Regions from separate parts of the Sus scrofa genome. Here region 2 is linked to region 1. Evidence: chromatin contacts called from public promoter capture Hi-C data. All regions are on one chromosome and are shown on one strand. Each heading gives the region's core, a stretch centred on a gene start, on an enhancer-like site or on the middle of the called end of the contact. The rest is flanking DNA. Distances are from core to core; before and after follow the strand shown.

The links. Promoter capture Hi-C pulls out the DNA fragments that hold promoters and counts their contacts.
Region 2: a contact with region 1 is called in a promoter capture Hi-C map of liver, with 2.9 times the contacts expected there. The contact joins the promoter of ATM here to the promoter of ACAT1 in region 1. A contact is called at or near these places in 2 of 5 promoter capture datasets (fetal liver and liver), 4 of 47 Hi-C or Micro-C datasets (heart right ventricle, liver and skeletal muscle) and 1 of 2 datasets of contacts at active chromatin or transcription factors (alveolar macrophages).

Annotation. Positions count from the first base shown.
Region 1 is chr9:36,523,991-36,526,538 of Sscrofa11.1, forward strand. ACAT1 (acetyl-CoA acetyltransferase, mitochondrial) reads left to right here and starts at 1,276. Exons shown (of 11, transcript XM_005667302.3): 1 at 1,276-1,441. The coding sequence starts at 1,373. It overlaps LOC102164598 (endogenous retrovirus group 3 member 1 Env polyprotein-like), which reads left to right. Exons shown (of 2, transcript XM_021062740.1): 2 at 1-169.
Region 2 is chr9:36,619,376-36,621,923 of Sscrofa11.1, forward strand. ATM (ATM serine/threonine kinase) reads left to right here and starts at 1,283. Exons shown (of 64, transcript NM_001123080.1): 1 at 1,283-1,530; 2 at 1,790-1,975. It overlaps LOC100627195 (protein NPAT), which reads right to left and starts at 1,140. Exons shown (of 18, transcript XM_021062741.1): 1 at 900-1,140. The coding sequence starts at 936.

The DNA of each region.
Region 1 (2,548 bases), core at 26-2,525:
AAAGGATGGGATGCAGACAGTCTCTTTGGTAAATGGTTCTCTTGGTTGGGAGGAATTAAGACAATGGTTGGAATAGTCATGGTTATACTCGCAGGGTGCCTACTTGTTCCCTGCCTTGTACCTCTCCTGATAAATATTATAAAAGGTTTTATAAAAACCATGGTTGAAAGAAAAACAGCCTCCCACCTGCTACTTATTAGAGGCTATCAAAGGGTTATGACTGATGATGATCTGTAAAGGGTGCAGATGCGCCCTGAACATCAAGAGGGGGGAATGAAATAGAGTTTTAGCTAAAGAACAAACCCCCCTTGGCTAAGAAGGCAGCTGCAAGCCTTTCCAGCTGTGCTAATTACTATGCCACCCTTCTTGTAATAATGTAACAACTGTGTGCTCTCTGTCCAAGCCAGCAGCCCTGCTAATCAGGTACCCAACATTGCTTATCAGTTCTGCTTCTGTAACCTTGCTTGCTCAGTTTCTTAGGGAGGAACACTGTCTGCTTGGGGATGGGGGAGGTCCGGGATGCTTACATGGAAAAATCAAGACCTTGTAGTGTATAAAAGTTACTGAGAACAAAGACCTGGTGCTCAGACTCTGGAGGTGACTCCTCTGAGCCCGCACCGGTGCTGAATAAACCTTGCTTTTCCATATCTCCGAGTGCTGCTTGTCTCCTTCCGTTGCCACAGTTTTTTGCGGTTTCCGCAACACTTCTAAAGAAGGCAAGACTGTTGTTAAGGCAAAACTAGTGTAGAGGTTAAGATACTAGACCAGGCAACCAGGGAGCCTGGTTCAAACTGTAGTTCTGTCACTAATTGCTTGTTCTGTGACCCTGGATAATTTGTATAACTTCTGGAGTTCCCCTTGTGGCACAGCAGAAACAGTCCAACTAGGAACCATGAGGGTGCAGGTTTGATCCCTGGCCTGGCTCAGTGGGTTAAGGATCTGGCGTTGCTGGGAGCTGTGGTGTAGGTCGCAGGCTGGCGCAGATCTGTTGTTGCTGTGGCTCTGGCGGAGGCTGCTGTTGTAGCTCTAATTCGACCCCTAGCCTGGGAGCCTTCGTACGCCATGGGTGTGGCCCTAAAAAGAGAAAAAAATGTTTTCATGAATTTTCTCTGCATTTGGAGAGAAGAGGGGCTCAGTGACCAGAAAAAGCCTAAGTCAAGGGTGAACCACTGCACTCAGAAGGTCAGAAACTTGGGAACGGAAGTAGAGGCGCAGCAGGGCGTGCCTGTCAGAGGCCGCTATTGGAGAAGGTGGGCGGGGGCCGGAGGCCACTATTGGAGGAGGCAGCCTGTACGGGGGCGGGGACGCTCCGCGCCCACCGTGCGCACTTGCGTCTCTCCGTCACGGATTCTCTGTTTTGGGCCCTACAACCATGGCGGTGCTGTCGGTCCTTGTGCGCGGCGCCTGCGGGCGCAGCCTCCTGCTTCGAAGGCGGATGCAGGTGAGGGGGGCTGTGATCCAGAACTTGTCCGCCTGCGACCTCGCGCCCGGAAGGGGCCCGGTGCGGACTTAAGGAGCCCCCCCCGCCCCGTCTCCATGCGGACGCGCCCCCCCTAGGCCCGAGTGTTCCCTTCGAGGGGACTCCGCTGGGTCGGAACCACTGATTTCTGGGTCCAACCGAGAGGGGAGGCCGGGCTTTGTTCTGGCCTTGCAGACGGGCAGCGAAGATCCGTAAAGCTGTTTTCCAGGTTTTCTGTAAAAGGCGGTTGTGAGCGTTATCTTGGGCAGGTTTTGTTTCCCCATTAGTCATACACCGTGGAGGCACTATGTGATAATAGAACCTGACCCCGGACAACTCCAGACCTATCAGGGACAATAACTCGGTTTCTTCCTGAGTGGGACTCACGCCCGAGGGAGTCCAGAGCCTTTTTCTCCTTTGGCTACTCTTTGGAGACGCGGGTGGCGAGCTGGAAAGGATCTGCACTCAGAGCACCAAGCACCTGTGCACAGGGTCTGCAAAACCCAAGGAATACATAGAAGGTGAAGGTGATGTACACTTTAAAGTCCACTCAGATTTTGAGAGTTTGGATTTGACGCAAGTCAGTGAGGACTATTGACGCCTTTGTTTTTGTCGTAAATAGAGGTCTGGGAAAATTGAAGTGGGGAGAAAACTCTTTTGTCAGTTAGTTGGGTTGTAACTTGAACTGAAGTGCTGGCAGTAAGTGGAAAAGGAGCAGCATGATGCAAGAGATTGAAAAAGAATAAACGTAGAACTTGACAAATACAGAGTGAGGCTGGGGAGCCAAGGGAAAATGAAGTCTAAAATTAATCTTGAGTGACTGAGATAATAGAAGAGTGGATTTCCAGGAGAGATGGGTTTTTAGCATATTTGTTAGTTTCAGGAATGACTTGGGAAATCACAAAAAATGTCATTAGGTCAAAGTGGGTTTCTGCCAACGTTGAGTAGGTGAATTAAGTGAACTAGGTAGTCTTAAGTTTGTACGAAATAAATACAAAAGCCAAGTGCAGAACCTTCCTAATTTATGGTTTAATTAAGAGCTTACAATCAAACAGATGTTGTCGATGAGAAAAATGAGGCCATTGGTTA
Region 2 (2,548 bases), core at 33-2,532, 95 kb after region 1:
AGTTCTTTAAAAAGTAGCAAGAAATGGGATTTTGTGACAATAAAGTAATGGCTGTAGATTCCATGGGAAGTTTCATTACAGATGTTTACCATTTACATACGATGCCTGTAAATCACTGGCTCGAGTTTTAAGCTTTATGTGGCTTTCATTCCTAGCAGTACAATCCTCTATTCTTTCAGACGACAAATAACAAAACCCGTTTCCCATACAATGTACCCTGACAACTGGCCGTGGAACTAAACTGTTTTCAAAATGAGGAAAAACTAACTAGGACTAGAAATGTTCAAATGGAAGGCATTTCCCCTGTGAAAATTCTTGTTAATTAAAAGAACCCGAGCTGCTGCCGTCAGAAAGTATGCAATTAGCGTTTCAAACCTCTACACTGGACGACTTCTTGCGGAGGGACGGGATAAGGAAGGAAGATCACCCATTCGTCCCAAATTCGCAGTTCTAAGGGCGAGTTACGAGAAGGGCGTCAGGAATGTCTTTCTACAAAGCTGGGGGGAGGGGGCTGGGGGAAGTCCCTCTCTTTCCTACTTTGGTCCCAATTCTGACAAAGTGCAGTGTGCCAAGGTGAAGCCGTCGGTGCATCACGTAGCAGCTTCCCGGCAGGGTCCTAATTAAGTGTAGGCCTGACTTTCCCTCCAATCCCGGCTTCAGGTGTTCCACTCCGGGCTTCCTTCAGCCTCTCCTCATCACGCAACCTCGAAGGAGAGGAGTGTCCACACACAAAGCCCGAACCGCCCGAGCCCCCGGCTGAAGAACCACCGCCAGCCTGAACTCGGAGACGGGGAGGCAAAGCCCCAGAGCTTCCCTCCCTGGGGAAACCTTTGGCCCCGAGGGTCCTTCCGTCCAGCTCAGCCCGGTCCGGTCTCCCTCTCTACCGCGTCAACGCTTACCCAATACCAGCCGGGCTACGTCCGAGGGTAGCAGCATGATCCAAGCCGCAGGAGTACCCGCAGTGAGAGACGAGACTCAGGTAAAAGCCAACAGCGACGGCTCCTGCGCCGCATCTCCCGGTCCCGGTGGCGGCACTGAACCCCGCTGCAATTTGTCCCGCCTCTTTTGCTCCACGCCAGCCAATCGCTTCCGCGGGAGAAAGAAAGGCGCCGAAATGAAACCCGCCTCCGTTCTCCCTGGCACTGACGTCATTTCCGTGCTCACGTTTGGCGGGTGGGGTCAAGGGGGCGAGGAGGCGGGGCGCGAGCGTTGGAGACCAAGCCGCAGGGAGAGCGTGGCTGCAGGGTCGCATGCCATTGGCAGACAGTGCGCAGGCGCGTTCCCTTCCGAGCCCGGTGTTTTGGGAGAGTGTTTGGTGTCCGGCGCGCGTGGGCGGACCGTACCCGAACGCTCCGCACCTCTACCGCTTCCGCCCGGGACGCACGCTGCGTGGCCACGCTGAGTTTGGTCGGAAGCGGGATCAGTGCGTGGACAGGTGGCTCGGGCTGCTGCTGGGAGTGGAGCGGGGATTTGGTCTGCGGCTACGCCGCCACCAGGGATTCCACTTGGTTGTCCAGTCCAGCCGTCTTGGTGCGTAAGCCGTGTAGTGGCGTCTGCGTTGGGGAATTAAGATGCCTCCGGGCCGCTCTGTCCCAGCCCCCATATGCGCCCCTTTACTCCTCTCCCCACCTCATCTTGACGGGACTCTGGTACTCATTGCTTTCTCCAGCTCTCTTTTCGTGCCTCTGGTGGACTTAGCCTTGAACCTTCCTGTGCGTCCCCTGCCTCTGTGCCCAGAAATTAACTAGATGGCTTAACTAATCATCTTTTTCTCCCCTGTCATAATTAGTAGTTTAAGTCAACGAGTGATTCGTTGAGGCTTAAACTGAAGTTTCGTGGTTAAGAGCTTGGGCTCTGGAATCACACTCCCGGAGTTGGGGTTCTGTCAGCTGGCTGTGTGATCTCGCTGTACCATCTATCTCGTCATCATCCTATCCTGTGTCACCACTCAAGAGTGTTTGCTGTTTTTTACCAGGTACAGAGAAGTAAAAAGACTGTTACAATTCAGAGTGATAATGTGATAGAAGAACATTGTGATGGAAGAGGAGTGAATGAAGTTCTGTGGAAACGGCCTGGGAGAATCAGTTTCAGTTTGCAGTGAGATTTCAGTGTTAAACTGCCCTGGAGGGAGGTGGGAGCCTTACAGACAGAAGGGTAAATGCATATGAAGGCATAACGTGTGGAAGGTTCCTGAAGCTCTAGGGAGAGCCTCACAGAGAACATTACCCGATATTCTGTGGTAATCTATGTTGGAAAAGAAATGGAAAGAGAATGGATGTGTGTACATGTATAACTGAATCACTTTGCAGTACAGCAGAAGTTACCACAACATGTGAATCAACTGTCCTTCCATAAAACTTTAAAAAATGGAAAAAAAGGAGAAGAGAGAGGTCCTGCATGTAATGAAGTACATTTGGGCATTTTCAACATGTTGAACATATGCTCTTACTGGGATATGGTCTTAACTGGGAGAAAATTGAGAAGCAAGGAGACAAGGATATTCTTTCAGGTGTGGGTGGAAAAAGAACCATTAAAAGAGATGCGAAAC